Linked DNA regions of Danio rerio: regions 1 and 3 are each linked to region 2. The links are chromatin contacts, called in public Hi-C maps. All regions are on one chromosome and are shown on one strand. Each heading gives the region's core, a stretch centred on a gene start, on an enhancer-like site or on the middle of the called end of the contact. The rest is flanking DNA. Distances are from core to core; before and after follow the strand shown. Region 1 overlaps pde4ba (phosphodiesterase 4B, cAMP-specific a). Region 2 holds the start of pde4ba (phosphodiesterase 4B, cAMP-specific a). Region 3 overlaps jak1 (Janus kinase 1).

Region 1 (4,286 bases), core at 815-3,314, 210 kb after region 2:
ATAAACGCATGACTAAGTATTACGCCCCAAGTCTAGGGGAAACAAAAGGGCATAATAAACGAAGAAAAAAAACAAATGTGTTGGGGTGGTGGATTTCCCAAACTAAACAAAACTTAAAGCAAAAGATTCCCTTCGGTCGACAACCAAACTCACACACTTAATTGAGATTATATATGAAGATATTTATTATAGAAAAATAGGGTTTATATAAATGAGCATTTCGTCAGGGTGACCACAGGCCAAAATAACAAACAAAAGAATCTATAAAATAAATCCCCTAAATTACCTATTACTATTTAAATAAAAATACAAGAATCTTACCTTACTCCCTAACATAAACAAAGTCAAAAGTAATCAAATAAATAGGCAGGTCACCCCTACACGCTCAAACTCTCAAAAAAATATTCAAGCATGGTCATCAATACAAAGTTGGTTGGTGTTTGATCGTCGGCCGAAGGGGGTGAGGGAAACCCAGGAGCTCCACTCGCAACACCGAACGCAGCAGAAATGAGCTCCCCGATCCCTGCCGGAAGCTCCCTTATAAACAGGCCTCGTAGACCAGCAGCCAATCAGAGCAGGGAATCACGCTGGCGTGGGAGCCTATAAGACAACAGAAAAACAGCAAGGAGGTGGGACAAAAGAAAAAGAGTACAATCCGCAATAATAAACAAATAAATAAACTTCAGTCGTAACACTAAGTCATAACTAAATACTAGTTTAGTGGGTCTTTTTTCTTTCGTGTTGAGTTTTCTCCGATGCTTGGAAGATTAAGTATTTTAAGAGTTTTTTTTTTTGTTTAAGAGTTTGCTGCGCTTATCGGAGGATATACACAGCGCAAACAAACAGATATAATTTGCAGAAAAAATAAGAAATGCGGACTCAAGTGAGTCACGAGGTACAGAAACGGTCCATCCTTTGTGTTGGTGACCTTATGTGATTATGTGTGGGTGTAACAGATATTTAAAGGTATTGGTAAGGTAACTCCCAGTCTCTCTTGACTGACGAATGGAGAGAGAGGAAAAATTGCACGGTAAACTTCCTTTATTCCTCCTCGCTGGTCTGTACCATCCCAAGACAGATAGACAAAACTTTAACTCATGGTTTGAAAATACACCCAGCATAAAAGTTATCATCCTGTGTCCTAGATCATGAACTGTAGAATTATGCATGGAGATGAATGACACTTTAAGAAATACATAAAATATAATTCATGCATTCTTAGCTTGTCTAATGTTTTTAAAAAAAGGCATATACCGGTTGGATTAAGAATTGAGATAGAATTGAGAAAGAAATTAAGTAAAAGAGCACATAGGTTACAAACACATTACATGTACTTTGGGCTGAATTGTAAGATTTCTATGACTTCATTTCAATAGTGTGTGTCTTTGTGTGAGTGGGTCCAAGCCAGGATGGATGTTTTTTTTCTATGGAAAGTCTTTGATATGGGACAGGCTGGTTCTAACCAGCATCTTGGTAGATAAGGTGTCATCGAGTGACTTTCACTGTCAGACTCGCTGGCCCCAGGTGTCATAACTCACGTAGAATGAACCCAGACCCTTCTAGGGGTAACAATGACATTTTACCTCAGGACTTTCTGTTACAATGGTGGTAATCCATTTACATTTAGAGCAATTTTAGAACTCTCTCTCTTAATTATTGTAGTTATTTCCTTGGTATGAATGGATCTTAAGTTATAAAAGACTTTTTAGATGTGCACCTAAAATGCTTTTTTGTGGAAATTCAGTTTAGTTTTTCTGTTTTGCATAGCATATATCTTAGAGATGACTGCAAAGCCAGTTTACAAAGTAATGTGCAAGAAAACTTTGAATGTTTACGGTGGAGAGGAAACTACAATACAAAACACAATGACGTAAATAACCTCTGAGTTGTTGAAGTGTTGTCAGTGAGATAGTGGAGTGAGATAAACCACCGCTTAAACATGCTTGCATTGTGATTGACAGGATTAGATGAACAAAGCTTTGTTTCAGGGTTCATCTGGGAAGCTCCACACGAGCACACACAGGCAGCTGTCATGCCTGCGTTGAGGATCAGTTTACAGCATGCTTTGTGACAGGGTCATGGAATACTCTGCTCAGCGCATATCATGTCCAACATGACCCCTCCAACACTGTAATACAAGCATGTGCTATGGAAAAATTCTGTTTTATTGTTATAGTATATACAACACACCTTGAAACCAGCGATGGTCTGAGTATCTTGTGGGACTGTAAATAACTAACTTGCTTAGTTTTTTGAGTTTAGAAGCTTATGTGAAAAAACCTATTGAGTAAACTTACTCAATTTATGTGGGACAACAAGAAGGAATTTTGTGGAACCCTGCATTTGAAATAGAAATAAAGATATAGTGGATTTATATTAATATGATTTTTAATTTCTATACTGCAAAGAGTTGTGGACAAACTGTAAACTACTTTAAAGTGCTGCATGTAAGTTTTTGACTCTTCTAAAGCATAGAAATACTTTAATATATTTGCAGATATTTAAGAAACATGCCAAGTGAGCATTCTTGTTTATCTGAAAAACAATGCTGAAGTCAAATATTTTGCTTTGAAAATGTTTTTTTTTCGTGCCGAAACACTGTCTTTGTTTTGGTCATTTAACCCGCACAATGCCAGTTTAGCCAATTATATTTCAGCACCCTGGGTTGCCTTGATGGAAAATCGCATACTTCCTTCATTCAGTCAGAAAGGCTCTAAAAAGCATGCTTTCGTGACCGAAATTAGACTTCTGGTGGACAGTAGCAGACTCCAAAATGAGTCGCAGATTCAGTTCCACAGGTGGTTTTTAATTAGCAAAGAATATAAATATTAGGAATGTAAACATTAGGCGTGCAAGTTACATTGTAACTACATGTCCTAACAACATGCTACGTGACGAGATTTGCAGTGATAAACAATTTAGCTGTTTGCACCTAAGGAAACATGACAGAAATTTAAATACAGCCATTCAGAAGCACAGAATATGCATTCACTCATGGAATAGTAGGGTTTATCCAATAAAACTTTGAAAACTGAACGGACACTGTTTCAATTCACTATAATCTTCTATGTGAAGCTGCTTTGACAGTGATGTAGACATGGATCTACATTGTAAAAGCACTATAGAAATAAAGATGAATTGAATTGAAATTATTTGTTAGTTGTTGGGTAGGCAAAAATCATTTAGCTATGAATATTGTTTTTCAGATTTTAATATAAATAAGATATATAATAAAGTAATAAAACATAACATGCCATATGTTACAATATATTACAATATATTATTAATTTAATTGTTAAATTAATATTTTTAATTAAAAAATACTTTAAAATGTAATTAATAATAAATATTTAGAAATTGAAAATTAAAATAACATTTTGTTGTACTATACTTCATAAGAAGCATGTGAAAGGTATAATCTTGACTGCCTTAGTCATACTGAAACTAAACATTTCAATGAACTCACCATGGTTCGAAACATTCTCATTTCCGGTTCAGCCACTTTTTGAAATGGACCTGGAATGTAATTCACAGCTCCACAAGTCTATATCTCCACTTCCCCATCTCACCTCTAACCTAAGTGAGATTTGAAATCGACTGCATTACAGATTGAACTGATCCCAGTGCTTTAATACAGTCTATTTGCTCAATTATGGAATGCATTACGCATTAAGCAGTAGACACCTGATAGGGCTGCATTACCCATGAAAATAAGATGCAGTTATGTGTCATTTTCATGATCAGCAGGCTATTATGCAGGTAGCTGCAACTTAAGTGCTATCCTGTGTTTTTGCCAGTCAGATAAGCTTGTACAGAGTGAGTGGTGAAAGCGTGTAGATTGGATCCGCTGGGCTTTCAGATAGCTGGCTTGACAGTGGGACTTGGGCCCTTTTGCCTACAACCATTCACTTTCTCTGCATTCGCCCTTCTGGTTAGAATCACCCCTTACTGCCTTTTAGTCTTGCTCTCTCACACTCATTCCTATCAGTTCTCTCTTTTCTCACCTTTTACGTCTTCTTAAAGCCTTTATGACTTTTGTTTTATCTTAAGTTTGGCTTAAACCATGTAATTTTTAATGTTCATTTATAATTGTAGCTTGTCAGACTGTACAAATGTGATCTCCATTTCACAGTAGAAGATCTCAGTTGTCATAATGTCAGACTGAATCACCATAAAGATGTATCGGGGGACACTCAAGACTCATCTTGAATTTGATGTCATCAGTCCATGACACATGCAGTAACCCGCTCTCTAAAATGATTACTCACAGCAAACATAAACAATAT
Region 2 (4,212 bases), core at 943-3,442:
TCTAGGAAGGGAAACGGAGTAGGCTGAAGATAATGAACAGAAGATGGCTGTTATATGGAACTTAGGGTATTTATAGTGGCTTAGGAGTCGTCTGATTGGTGAGTCATAAATTGGATAATGCGGGACCAGCTGGAAGCAATCATTAACATGTGATCCTCTCGAAATAAGTTTATAAATAAACTTTACTGAGTAAAACAACTAAAATGTTCCTTTTACGATTTGACTCCAGAAAACTCTTTATTTGCTTGAATCATCCCTGATACAGTATATAACTTTGAAGGTTTACAGCCAGATCTCCTGGCCTCAGCTTATGAGTATCCAAGCACAGTTTAAGCTCCAAATGTCTCATTGATAGGTTGATGATCAGCCTGTCATATCTGAAACTCGCTGCTTTCCACCTTCATCACATGGAGCCTTTCATAAGTGAAGTAAAATCACACAAAGACCTCATGAACTAGAAGGAAGTGCTTTAGCAGGAAGACTGAAGAAGGAAGGACCTTGTTTTAGCTCTCTCAGTATGGTGGTTTCTGTAGCAGTCATGGTTTTGTGGCTGTTTATGGAATTTTGGTGCTTCGTCAAGTCCAGGTTATCATAAGCAAATGGACATTTTAAAGAGGCGTCCATCTAAATATCAGCTTTGTGAATAAAAACCTTTCGTGTCTTCATTCACATCAGGCTTATTCGCTTCATATGAATGTATATTTTGTCAGTGAGGTCGGTGTTCTCTGAAAACTCAAATATTTTGAGTCTAAAAAAATGTCCTCTATTTTCAGTGTATGGTATTTTTGGATGAAATGGGGGTTGAGGGTAACCCGGTGAATAAAACTGATTATATATGTCAAGAGTATATGTAAGAATGTGTGTACAGTACTATTCACGTATTTCTTGTCTATTTTTCTGGTCAGAATAAACTATTTATTGCAATTACGGTCATTTGTTATTTGTTTACTTGTTCCCTATGCTGGGTAGTCCAAATAAAATTGCAATTGCATTTATGTCATTGCATTTCAAAATGTTATCAGTTTACAGTAACTTTCTAATGATGCATGGTTATAGGGTATATTGTTCACAACATTCATTCTTTAATTTTCCTTCAGCTTACTCTCTTTATTCATCAGGGGTCGCCACAATGAACCGCCAACTGAACCAGCAACCATCTTGCTGTGATGCGACAGTGCTAACTAGTAATTCAAAATATGATTATTTTTAATTTCTCTCTCTAAAATGTGTTGTTTGGCATAAATTAATCTAAATTAATTCTAAATTAAATAGCAAGCTATGCTTAATAATACAAGGTAAAATTATTCAAATGGATCAACGTAAAAGCATTAAAGCAAGTTATTAGTAATTATTATCATTAAGCAATTTCTGTCAAATGTGACCAAAAAGTAATCTAAACACAGAAGTAGTTGGAGTAAATTAGGCCTAAGGTTAAGTCACAGATGGTAGTCTCAGATTTGCTAGTAGTATACTAAGGATTGATAAAGAACAGAGATGTCATGTGAGTGGCAAGAATCTGATATTCACTGTTGCAGAAGGCCTTCATTGACCTTCATTGAATTTCTTTATATAATTCTACAGTTACTTTTCAAAATTTTCCTATAAATGAAGATGATTTCTGCATTTGTAACCTACCCAGACAGTTCCCCATATGTATATATATTGTTTATATGTATATATTTTTTATTTATCATTTAAAGTTATATAAAAGTACAAAAACTCAAACAACATAAAATTACAATTAAAGAAAATAAAAAAAATATTATAAATAATGCTAGCCTTACTAACTCACAATAACTTAAACGTGTCAAACAAATACAGAGCTTTTTTTGTTTGTACTCCCTTTAATAGTATTAAAAATTTCTGCTTTGAGTACCACTGAAGAGGTTTCTGACTGCTAAACTTACAACGATAGATATAAAACTTGGTAAGTATAATCAAAAGATTATTAACGTAAGCTCAATTTTCCAACTTCTCATTATAGAAAAAAATAAAAAAATAAAAAAATAAATAAATAAAAGAACATATTCATTCAGTAAAAGTAAAGTTGATAGCACTTTATCACGTATAGACAGTTAATTTTTTTCTTCGTCGGTTACGCAAGGATGACGTTCATGATTGAACTACAGCCAATGAGAATGTGTGCGTCGTCAAACTGTTTCCACATAACCAAAGAAACTTTACAAAATTCGTGAACGCGGCAGTAACTGATAGCCAAAGCGTAACGCTAGTTAGAGTTGTGTATGATGAAATGTACGAAAATATGGTCTAGGTTATGTGGTTAATTAATCACTCTTTGAAGGTGAGTTCGCTAATCATCTTGTGTTTACAGTTTTACTGACAGAAAACAGTATCCTATCCTATCTAATCATGCAAGCAATACATAGAAATGCGCTCAAGAATCCAGAAACACACGCATAGGTAGGCCTCATTTGATATTAATATTTTTGGTATCTTATTTTGTTTATTTACACGCGACGTGAGCCCTTTATAAGCCCCTTATGGATAAAAAAACCATCCCAAAACAGACGTGTCTGTGTGTTTGTAGGGCAGATAGATAGATAGATAGATAGATAGATAGATAGATAGATAGATAGATAGATAGATAGATAGATAGATAGATAGATAGATAGATAGATAGATAGAAAACTTTCACTTCTTCTAAGTAACCAACAGATGGCACTTTAACACCACTGTTAAATGTCAACAGCTAATACATTTAAATCTGTTAAATGCTATAGCATGGCATAATGCAGCCATGAACACCATCTATTCTTGTAAATTTACCTTCTTTTGATATTTCCATGTATTAATGTAATATGTTTTTAGGTGTGTGAACTACAAATTGATATTCCCAAGCAACTCTTTTTGTCCAAGTGTTCCAGATCTATCAAGGTAAGATATGTAAAATATAAAATAACTTTTATTTTTAAACTAAACAGAAGAACACACATCGTAATAACCATTTCAAACCATTTGTTCATTTTTAATATATTTATTAATGTCAGCACATGGAACTCCAGGGTGCTTACATAATGTACAATTTGAACTCTTTACCTGCTTTAATCTCCTCTAACTTGCTTTTCTGCATCATTTAATGTGATTTTCCGTATGCTCTGACGTATCTTTGAGAAGGAAAACTAACTGAATCCAGTAATGGTTTAATCAACAGGTCATCTCTGATACTTGATGCCACTACTCTTTAATCTGCTTAAGACAGCTTTAATGATCTCATTAGAGACAGGTCAGTTGGTCATGCGCTTCTTCTTATATCCTGTTTATCCTTCTTAACTAACAGACACATCTGTGATTTTAAAGAGTCCCCTGGCAGTCCTGTGTAAAATATTCAATATAATTCTTTGAAAGAAATAAAAAGTCTTATGTTCACCAAGGTGACATCTAATTAGAAATATACAGAACTACAATATTGTGCACCTGAAAATGTTAAATAATAATAATTCTGACTTTAACTGTATATATATATATATATATATATATATATATATATATATATATATATAACTATATATGCTGACTTTCTGGGTGTCCCGTGCACATCTGGCTCTAAGGCCAGGCCAGCAAACAACTTTAACTTTTTATCATGTTCTTCAAACCATTCCTGAACAGTGTGTACAGTATTACAGGGTGTATTATCATCACCAGGGATCACCATTATCATTGATGGGTGTACTGTATACCTGGCTCTGCAACATAGCTTACTGCAGATACAGTAGTTTACGTTTGTCAAATTTATACTTACATGATCAGACCCAGAGTTTCCAAACAGAACATCACACTTCCTCTACTAATTTTGTGCATCCTGGTGCCATCAAATACATGTCAGTAAGCATGGAGCTCACTGAACAATGGTTGACAGATGTCATCATAGGTGCTCTGACCAGTCAGCCCAGTATATTGTCTGCCCCAGAATGCGGTGTGATGTGTAGTGACACATATCACTCATAATAATCATTAAAGTGTTGAGTTATTTGTGCCACTCTTGACCAGATGGGATATCATTCTTTGTCCTTGTGCATTATTAAGTCTGTTATAATGAGTTTTTTGTAAATTTTTACAACCACTGAATAGAAACAAAGCACAATAGTAGTAATGGGTGCCATCAACCAGCATTTTTCAAAATAAAATAATTTGTGTTTAACAGAAGAAAGAAACATAAAGGTTTAAGACCACATGAGGTAGAGTAAATGATGA
Region 3 (4,397 bases), core at 1,161-3,660, 230 kb before region 2:
CTGAAGAAGAGCCTCTGTCGGGGGTCGTAAGTCATGCAGTGGGTCATGAGTTTGGCCAGCTCATCACAGTCAGGGGTTGCCAACTGACACTGCGCTGCGTAAAACCTCTCCTTCTGCTCAGAGAGAAAAGTATATGATTTATCAGAATATGATCAGAAAGAAACAGCGTTAAGAATAGGGCTGCACATTGGTCAAAAATCCTGATTGGACCTAATTCTTATTCACAAACTCTCCATTTGATTTAATTTTGATAAAAATTTACCATTCAATAATTAAGCCATTATAACTTTAAGACCAAAGTTACTGAAATGAATTAATCTGAACTAATATTTTATTTCAGAATCATGGATACAGTAAAACAGAACCCAACTCTCTATTTCAGTAGCATGGAATTAGTCATAATATGAAACATTCCAAAGGTTTTAGAAGTCGAAAACCAAGGGCCCTTCTAATAATACATATAGATATATCATTAATAAAACAAAGAAAAATATTCAGCCAAGTACAGAGATTTTTTCCCTTGTACTTGTATCAATATTAATGGCATGAACTGAATTATTAGACAGTTGTCATTTTAAGACATAATACACAGACGATGTGTCCAAACTGCTTTAACATTAGACTTTTTTACTGTTTACAAGGAAACTTGGTAGTGGTGTAACGGATCACAAATCTCACGGTTCGTATCACATTATGGTTTTTTAGTCATGGATTGAACCATTTTTCGGATTAGCCAAAATGGTGAAAAGAAAAATTTAATTACAAAAAAAGTACTGCAAAAAAACTTTTGGTTTTAACAAGCAGAACTTAGAACCTGCAATATTATTACAAATAAAAAGAAGAAATAATCAGCTGAATCAAAAATAAATTGTAAAACATTCAGTAGTGTGAAAAATTCACTGTTACTGCTACTGTTGCTGATGACACTAAATGTAGAAATCTTACATTATAATTTGTACAACCCACATTTATTTTTAGTAATTTTTAGTAAATGATTCAGTAATTCACTCATAAATCTTCATGTTTTATTGTTAGATGGATCATTTTTGAAGAATTACTTGGTGGCATATTCTGATGGCTGGTTGTTGCCACCTACTGGTTAAATAATGCAACTGCTGCCTACAACTTTCATTTTTGAGCATAGTTAAATGCATATAGTGGTAATTTTAATCTTTACCATAAACATCAGTGGTTTTATCTAAACTATAAACTGTTATCCCACTACTTCTGTGTTATTTTACTGTTTGTAACTTCATAACTAACACAAAACAGATTTGAATTCAGCGATTCGAAGAATTTATAAACATTTTCAAATCACCATCATTTATAGTTTAGGTTGTGTGAAAGCCTAAATGCATACATGTGATTTGAACGACGCAGGAGGCGATCTCTCTGATCGTTACAAATTCAGAATCAATCTACCAGTAAAAAAAAAATTCTTAATCCGCATGTCACGAGTGTTCCAAACCATGAGTTGTAATCCGTATGAATCATGAATTAACCGTGATGCATTACACCGCTAATAATTAGCAATTTCAAATTATGTACACTGAAGTAGAAATAAGTCACAAAATGTAAGCAAATTCAGCTCTTTAAATTTTAGTGCTATGCTACAGAAAGGCCTCTGACAGTCTCTTTCACGTTTAATTTATTAACTTATCAAACATCCTAGCCTTTTCTTACATTAATCAATGTTTATTTGATACTTTAATGTATATAAGCAGCATTGTACTGAATTGGGTGTTAAAGATCAATTATACAGAACATTTTTTATATTAATTACATCGAAAAATCCATCTTTTGACATTTTTATATCGCACAGCTTTATGGCTTTCCCCCCGCATTACAGAATCTAGTGAAAAAAAATGACTGATGATGATTTTTTTTAGAACTTATAGTGAATAAATCACTGTTTTTATATAAAAAAAACAAGTAAACTATAAATTAAATAAGTGATTTGTTTTTGCCTAGCCCTAGCTAAAACATGCCTAACAGTGTATGTGAATGCTGTTACCTCAGTGAGTTTCTTATCTTTCAGAGGAATCTCTCCGTTGTAACATATCTCCCAAAGAGTTGTCCCGAAACTCCACTTATCAGCCGCTATGCTCAGATTAGCTGTGTCTTTCACACACTCTGGAGCAATCCAAGGAATCCTGTCCACACACTCTGTAGACACACACAAAACACACGGTCATGCATGATCAGCATGCTAGACTGGTTTCTACCCCTTTCCATCATTCAAGCATCACAACAGACTTTAGGAAGGGCATTATATTAAACAAATAACCCCTCATCTCAGTCCCTCTGTGTGCGCCTTTCCAAAAAAACACACAACCAGTCTTTCCTGTAACAGTCCCTGGCGCACAACAAACAGGGCGCTTTTTTGGTCTCTGAAGTGCTTGAGGGAGCTGAGCTGGATCTCGGCCAACAATTCCTGTCAGTGATCTAATCCGAGTAGTCCAATCTTTTTTCGCAGTTCAAACACGATGAATATATATATATAACTACACACACACACACACACACACACACACACACACACACACACACACACACACACACACACACACACACACACACACACACACACACACACACACACACACACACACACACAGGGCTTTACATTAACACCCGCCAACCCGCCAAATGCGGGTATATTTTATCTGTGGCGGGTTAGACAGCCACCTCCACTAGTCATTTTGGCTTGTTGACAATAATTTTTAAATTGTAGTTTTCTTAAAAGCAGAGTTCGACAATAAGACTGGCTTAATATTCCCGCAAATGTGATCTTAGAATTGGAAAGCAGCATGACTGACAAATATAATTTTGTTCGTGCAGGCAAAAGAAAGCTGGTTGAATACAGAATATAATACAGAATATATAGAGGATAATCACTCGCGCCAACAGCTGATGTGCGTTTAAAATGCGTACGTGCTCCCGTTTCCTTGCTTAAAACAACATGCCTAGAAACACCACCGGTGTGATCAGTCCTTTTTCAAATATACTGGACAGTAAGTTATGTTCATGCACCCACAGTCCTGCAGTTTTCAAGAGCTCAAGATTGGTCTTTTTGTAAGCAGCAGTTGCTTTCGCTTTAACCCTTATTTAAACATGATATAGGATATTACCTTCAAATGTATGTGTGGTTAACTGGTGTCAACTATTTTTTCAAGAAATGTTTTGTTAAATAAAAAGTATAATATACAGCTGTATTTTGCTTGTTTGGACACATTATTTAAAATTTGCGGCTAAGAAATAATTATTTATTTATTGTTAAAGTGGTCAGAGATAAATTTGGTAAATCCTTTGAGCTCTGAAATGTCATGTGAAATAAAAACTAATTGTAATACAACACAGTGAGCATAAGCACATGGGTCATGGTTTCATAGAGCAAGCTCACAAAGAAACATACACAAAAAGTAAAATTAATCAGGAAGCATGTTGACATTCCACAAAATCTAAATCAAGTAATTTTAATATGTCAAAGTCATATTTATGCATATAAAATATATTTTCACAACAACAAAATTGTGGCGAGTGTAAAGGGCGAGTGGCTAATAATGTTGAAAAACCTACTAGCCACACTAGCAGGTGACCAAAAGAGTTAATGTCAAGCCCTATATATATATATATATATATATATATATATATATATATATATATATGTGTGTGTGTGTGTGTGTGTGTGTGTGTGTGTGTGTGTGTGTGTGTGTGTGTGTGTGTGTGTGTGTGTAAAACTTGCAGTAAGTGCACGTCACGATAAAATTCAACATTTTTAATTCAATTAAAATACAAAAATAATGCCCTAAAATTATTCTACCCCAAAATGTAATAGTACTGTAATAAGAATCCTTAATATAATAATTCCTAAATGAATAAGTATTTATTTATATATTTATTAAAATGTTTTAGCACATCAAAAATTGACAAAATTAAAAAAGCAAAATATACAACATTTATTTACAATATATAGCACAATTATTTACCTTTAATTTTAATGTAAATTTAAATTAATATTTAACTACATTTTATTTAAATAAATGCTATAATTATTGTAAGAAATAATAATACATTTATAAACCATTACAATAACCAAAACAAAAACGGTTGTTTAATATGTTTAGTGCCATGTGTAAAATCTAAATAATCAGATGCATCAAGTGGTCTTGGTGCTCATATATGAGAATTGACGATGTATTAAATCACAATGTCTATAAAGACATAAATAACACTTTAATAAAGTGGCGTTATGAAAGGGCGTTCCTCCTTGAAAGCTTTGATGAGTTCCTTTATAATTGAAAAAGTCTTGTTGATAAGTACCATAAATCCTGTATGAAAGTTTATAGTATATTTATTGGGTGGTCCTAATGAATATATCACCTTCTCTGCTGAGG

Evidence for each region. Hi-C and Micro-C count contacts between places; a contact is called where the count stands out from the background.
Region 1: a contact with region 2 is called in a Hi-C map of embryo, with 2.5 times the contacts expected there. The contact joins the enhancer-like site here to the promoter of pde4ba in region 2. A contact is called at or near these places in 3 of 18 Hi-C or Micro-C datasets (caudal fin, embryo and an unstated tissue) and 1 of 4 datasets of contacts at active chromatin or transcription factors (caudal fin).
Region 3: a Hi-C map of an unstated tissue shows a contact between it and region 2, with 2.8 times the contacts expected there. The contact joins the enhancer-like site here to the promoter of pde4ba in region 2. A contact is called at or near these places in 2 of 18 Hi-C or Micro-C datasets (hematopoietic stem cells and an unstated tissue).

The regions. Positions count from the first base shown.
Region 1 is chr6:33,481,874-33,486,159 of GRCz12tu, reverse strand. All of the region lies in intron 5 of pde4ba (phosphodiesterase 4B, cAMP-specific a), which reads left to right. Among named protein-coding and RNA genes, the nearest start is that of sgip1a, 160 kb to the right of the region's middle. Within about 2 kb of position 2,064, at least 9 of the 62 cell types and tissues checked have an H3K27ac peak or open chromatin away from gene starts, as enhancers often do.
Region 2 is chr6:33,696,143-33,700,354 of GRCz12tu, reverse strand. It overlaps pde4ba (phosphodiesterase 4B, cAMP-specific a), which reads left to right and starts at 2,192. Exons shown (of 19, transcript XM_073954267.1): 1 at 2,192-2,421; 2 at 2,830-2,895; 3 at 3,173-3,244. It also overlaps a transcript of lepr not described here.
Region 3 is chr6:33,927,549-33,931,945 of GRCz12tu, reverse strand. jak1 (Janus kinase 1) reads right to left here. Exons shown (of 24, transcript NM_131073.1): 15 at 4,384-4,397; 16 at 2,015-2,166; 17 at 1-113. Among named protein-coding and RNA genes, the nearest start is that of jak1, 46 kb to the right of the region's middle. Within about 2 kb of position 2,410, at least 6 of the 62 cell types and tissues checked have an H3K27ac peak or open chromatin away from gene starts, as enhancers often do.